Regions from separate parts of the Mus musculus genome. Here region 2 is linked to region 1. Evidence: chromatin contacts called from public Hi-C data. All regions are on one chromosome and are shown on one strand. The core of a region is the stretch at or near the end of the contact, and the rest is flanking DNA. Distances in the headings are between cores, read along the strand shown. Region 1 has its middle 18 kb from the start of Necap1. Region 2 holds the start of Clec4a4 (C-type lectin domain family 4, member a4).

Region 1 (2,700 bases), core at 77-2,576:
GTGGGCACTCTTAGCTGCTGAGCTATCTTTCCAGCCGTTAAAAAAAAAAAACAACTTTGACTAAAATAATATTCTTTTTGACATGTGATGTATGCCTCTGTGTTGGGAGCATTCATCGAAGACTACTCACTTAAGACATGGGTTTAAGCCAACAGAAAGTCTTTTATTAGCCAGCTGGTAACTACACTGGATGTTCAGAATAAGAACACATTCTGGGTTGACATACTACAGTTACCACGAACAGCTAGCCAGAAATGGAACTACAGGAGCCGAAAAGCGAGGTTAGTACATCTAGAGACTTTCCCAGAACTATGGACTTTGAAGGATTCGGTCTTTGTTTTTATTTTGGCAGGTGGTGCTGCCCGTGTGCTGGGTTCCAAGGCCTGAATGGTGCTTCCATCATGGAGTCAGTTGTGCTAAGGTCTGAGGGCCTGTTGTTACATGTGTGTGTGTGTGTGCTTGTGTATGAGAGCACAGAGGCCAAAGGAAGATTTGGGGTACCCTGCTCTGCCACACTCAGGCTTATTCCCTTGAGACAGGGTCTGTCAGTGAACGTGGGGCATGAACATGAGCAGTCCCAACCATCCTCTGTCTCCTTTCTCCTCCATGCTGCGGATGTAGGTGAGTGCCTTGCTTTTCTCCGTGGATGTTGGTGATCCACATTCATGCTGTACAGCCGGTGCTCTGACCTACTGAGCCATGTCCCCGGCCCTGAGATGACAAGATTGGAGAGAAGAGGGTGATGTTTATTTACTTTGTTGCTTTTGTTTGTTAGTTTGTTTTTGAGACAGGGTCTCTATAAATAGTCTTGGCTGTTGTGAAACTCACTATGTAGACCAAGCTGACCTCAAATTCGTAAAAGTTTGAGGATTAAAGCCTGGGATTAAAGGTTTGTTCCACCATGTCCTGCTACTTGTTGCTTGAAGCCTGGGATCTATATAGGCTTGTGTGCCTTCCCCTCCCTCCCTCCCTCCCTCCCTCCCTCATTCCCTCTCTTTCTCCTCCCTTTCCTAATTTCCTTTTAAAAGATACAAGATGAGGACAGAACATAATTATAAAACTGGAGTGAGCTTGTTTTGTTTGCATTTGAGCCAGAAGTAAAATGACTGTCCATTGTGAGCTCATGTTTTGTCTCATTCATCTAATAACAATATCACATTCTCAGAGGTGTTGTAAAAAAGACATACTACTTAGTGTTTTTTGTTTGCTTTTTAGTTTTTTTTTTTTTTTTCTTGTATTTTCTGATGCTATGCTATAGCCAGAAAGAGAAGTCATAGCAACACTTCTTATGGATGTTACATCTGGCCGTGCCTGTCACTGTGTGACCACTAGAGGGGGCCATCTCCCTAGCAATTGGTCTCTAGCATTCGGGACAATTGTAGGACTTGTTTCTTAGACTTGCTAATGAAGGGGACTCCAGAAAGAAAGACACAAAGATCATCTGAGGTCTTTTTTGTTTGTTTATTAGTTTGTTTGTGAGTGTGTGTGTGTTTTAAGACAGAATATCTCTACATAGCACTGGCTATCCTGGTACTCACTATGTAGACTAGGCTGGCTCTGAACTCACACTGATTAGCCTGCTTCTGCCCTTAAGTGTGCCACCACCACCAAGCTTGTTCTGTTTTGTTTTGTTTTTAGAGACAGGGTTTCTTTTTGCAGCCCTGGCTGTCCTGGAACTCAATCTGTAGAGCAGGCTGGCCTTGATTTACCTGCCAGGTGTACACCACCACACTTGGCTGCCTGGGGCCATTTACCCAGAGTTAGAGCTTTTACCCAAGCCAGAGTTTGCTGGGAGTGTAGAAGTAACAGATGCCTAATCAGATTGAAAATAAGGACCAGAATGGCAGTTTCAGACTTTATTCCTTAAGTAAACATTTGATGGGGGATATGCTTACTAATGACCTGTCACAGATCATGTGTAGTAGATTGTTAGTGGCCAGGATCATGGATTTGGGATGAGCTATTATAGCCTTTATATAAAAATTTTCCTGTCACTGGCTTCCAGACAAATTATTCAAGTTTGTTTCAGCTCCCTGGTAGGCAAAATGAGGGCCCTAGGACGTGATAGAGTTGCTGTGACTGTAAAGTGACGACTAGTCAAAGAGACTGTGATTAGTTTCTGTAGGTCTCTCCACCAACTGAAATAACTGAAGTGCACGGATGAGGATCTGGAATGTGAAGGCTCCACATAAGTGCGCACCTCTGCTACTAACCCTGCCGCCCACTCCTGCCCCCATGCGTGCACCTAGCGTTGACCATGTGTGGTCTTATCCAGGCTAGGAAATGGATGGTGAGTGTTAGGGCATGGCACTGTCCTATACCTGAGATAGGTACCCTCTAGGGTGTGGAGTGGAGGAGCCATTAAGTAAGGTAGAAATGGAGAGTAGACGACGCTGGGGAGAGAGAGCGAGCATAGGACAAGCATGGGGAGACTGAGTCAACCGTGAGGCCCACACTCTTGGTTCTGTGATTCCAAGTAGCCTCCTCTGTAGCCTTTGTATTATATATAATGCCCTTCAGAGAGTCAGAAACCCCAAACCAAGTGCAGCCCTGCTGTCTCTCTCTTGGGTCATTAGACCCTTGGCTCTGCATTAGCTCTGTTTTATATCTCAGAGAGAGATGTATCACGGAGCCTCTAAGGCGTTGTGTGGCCATCTGCATTTCACAGATGAGGATATCTAAGCACAGAGAAGCAAAAAT
Region 2 (2,885 bases), core at 144-2,643, 98 kb after region 1:
CTCTGATCCCTATGTCTGCGTGGAACGGGTCTCTAGTCGCAGGTGGGCAAAGCATTGGATGATATGACAGACAGATGTACACAGGAGAGGTTGTGTAGAATCTGAATGTATTTGTCAGGTTGAGCATCAAACTTTTTATAGTACAGAAAATACAAGGGTCGGAAGTCACAGCAGGCAAGGTACATTGAAGTTACCAGGTACAAAACAAAGGAATGACTTTAAAAGGATTTACAGGAACCAGGTAAATGTTTACAGTAAAGATAAAGCAGTCCTGTCTAGGGTCAGCTTAGTGACAGGCAAGGATTTTACACTTTAGTGTTATACCTGTGAACCTTGTGAAGGCTAGCACCAGGGGGTTCTGCTCTTGGCAGACCTCAAGAATAATGTAATATCACAACCCACCTAATTTCCTAGGCCTTGCTAAATTCTTATATGAGTGTAACTTTTAAGTATCTGGAGAATCTCCAGTTGTCAGGAGAATATACCAACTTGCTTTTAATATTCAATGTAGCCTTACTGAAGATTTCTATCTTGGAGAGATTCTCTGGCTCTTTCTGCAGACCAGTTGAGCCACTGGCTCTGTCTATTGTAATGCTTAATTAGTTACTGAATAGGCTAACTTCCTTACTGCCTTCTCACAGGATTTTAAGCTCTGGCCGCTTCTGGGATCTTGGAACACTGGGGAGACTAACTATAACATAATTTAATCTTAAAAGGTATTTATAATAAAATATTAAAAGAGAGCTCATAGATCCATACACCAGACTAACGCAGGAATAGAGTATATGGATAAACTCCAGGAGGTGAGCTTCCTTGAAACTCTCTGCCTTGTGAGTGGCTTTTAGGCTTCACAGTCTGTCAAGCTGACTCGACTGAAGTGCGTGGCAGTGAGGGACAACGATCCTCTAGAATGTGATATCACAATTTGTTTCTTCAGTCAAAATCAATGTCATGTCTTAAGTGTTTGCCCATTTTGTCTGGTTTTCCTTAAAAAAAAGGAAAACTGGTTTGCATATAGAACTGCGCGAGTTTATGTTTGCTGTGTCTTAGGATAGAGTTCTCTAATAGCATGGTTCCTCTTTTCTTCTCCTTCCTATTTCTTTTCTTCCCCCTTTGAGTTCCCACTTTGCAGTCCTTGCATACCTCGCTGAGTGGGTTTGAGGGCTACAATTCTTATTTTCTTGTATTAAGAGGTTGGATTTCCCCTGTGTGACCTGAGTGATTCCGTGCTGTGGTTTCTTGTTCTCATGTGGTTTAACCTAGTGAGACATGCCTCTTCTTTCATACAATTGTGTGACATGACAACCTGTTGCTGCAATTGGTTCTCACATACTACAGAGCCTTAGAGAGAGAATGAGTTGTGCTTTCTGAGGGAGGCAGGTCTTTTCTTGAAATGGCTTCAGAAATCACTTATGCAGAAGTGAGGATCACGAATGAATCCGACTCCTTGGACACCTACTCAAAATGTCCTGCAGGTAAAACAAAACAAAAGGAAACAAAACCACCTTTCTGTACTTATGTAGACTGGAGGATAAAGGAATGGCCACTAGCAAAGTTAGGTGGTATTTGTGAATGATTCTTTGAGCGCTCCCATCTGGTATTTTACTGGAGTCTTAGTTGTTTAAACTATTTGTAGATCAACTTGAAGAGCTGGACAGTTTTATAGTGGGAAGGAAAAGCTTTCTCAGAATGTTTTTTGCTCTTGCCATTTACAGAAACTAAACCTTGAATCTTGCTGCATTTACTGCTCTATACAAATGAGCATAAATACATTTTTTTTCTGAAAATGAAGTCATATTGTTTAATAGTGATCTCTACCTTCTATGTTTGACAGTATTTTGTAACTTCATGAAAACTGTTTCTGTGTTGAGATTTTATCTTGAAGGAACTTTTTCATTTATACTATAGATCACAGAAGAACCTCTCACTTGATGGCTAGTTGCTGTGCCACTAAATTGTACCTTCCTCCATGAAGTTTCCAGCCATGTGGTGGTGGCTAGCAGACAGACATTATGCTAAAGTGATGGACTATGAATAGAAATATTTATCTGTTATTGTATATGTGTCTTTAATATTTTGGCAGTTTGGAAGTTATTTATGTATACAGTGCTGAATCTATAATAAAGAACACTAAGAAAACATAGTGAAATGAAAATGTATTTACAATACTAATGTAAAGAAAAGTTGTAGGCCAGGTGGCACTATTTATGTTGGGTCATCATGCAGGAAAACACTTTATATGCACATACTTTAAGATTTACTGCAAGGGCCAGGATTGGCCTAATTCCAGCACTGAGGAGGCAGAGGCAGGAGGATCACTGAAGATTTGAGCCCAGTCTGGTCTACATAATGAGTTGCAGACCATCCAGTACTACACAGTGAGATCCTACCTCATTACACTTCCCTTCACACACACACACACACACACACACACACACACACACACACACACACACACACCTCCATGAAAGGCTATGAACCAAGTATTTTCATATATATATATATATATATATATATATATATATATATATATATATATATGTACATATATATACATATATACACATATATATGTATATACACACACATATATATTTTTCAGATCTCAAAATATTAATATCAGTTATTTCAACAGTGTAAGTTTGTGCTTTTATTTTTCTGTTACTTGAAATGTTCATACTATTAGTAAATTATGTATCCTAGACAAAATGGGAAAAAAGAAGTGTGGAAAAGAAGAAACAAGGATGGACTTATTTCTCATGAAATGAATGTGCTTCTCCTTCTAGCTCCCAGAGAGAAACCTATCCGTGATCTAAGAAAGCCTGGTTCCCCCTCACTGCTTCTTACATCCCTGATGCTACTTCTCCTGCTGCTGGCAATCACAT

What was found. A called contact is a pair of places that touch in the nucleus more often than the background predicts.
Region 2: a Hi-C map of bone marrow-derived macrophages shows a contact between it and region 1, with 58 read pairs. The contact joins the promoter of Clec4a4 here to the enhancer-like site in region 1. A contact is called at or near these places in 1 of 39 promoter capture datasets (macrophages), 4 of 15 datasets of contacts at CTCF or cohesin (embryonic stem cells, pro-B cells and stem cell-derived epiblast-like cells), 11 of 484 Hi-C or Micro-C datasets (the CH12 cell line, LSK cells, bone marrow-derived macrophages and 5 more), 7 of 115 datasets of contacts at active chromatin or transcription factors (embryonic stem cells and microglia) and 4 of 9 other capture datasets (adipose tissue, embryonic stem cells, liver and 1 more).

The regions. Positions count from the first base shown.
Region 1 is chr6:122,891,300-122,893,999 of GRCm38.p6, forward strand. No RefSeq gene overlaps it. Among named protein-coding and RNA genes, the nearest start is that of Necap1, 18 kb to the left of the region's middle. Within about 2 kb of position 1,327, at least 6 of the 459 cell types and tissues checked have an H3K27ac peak or open chromatin away from gene starts, as enhancers often do. A contact at or near this core is called in bone marrow-derived macrophages, where this site is marked.
Region 2 is chr6:122,988,974-122,991,858 of GRCm38.p6, forward strand. It overlaps Clec4a4 (C-type lectin domain family 4, member a4), which reads left to right and starts at 1,394. Exons shown (of 6, transcript NM_001005860.2): 1 at 1,394-1,475; 2 at 2,787-2,885. The coding sequence starts at 1,394.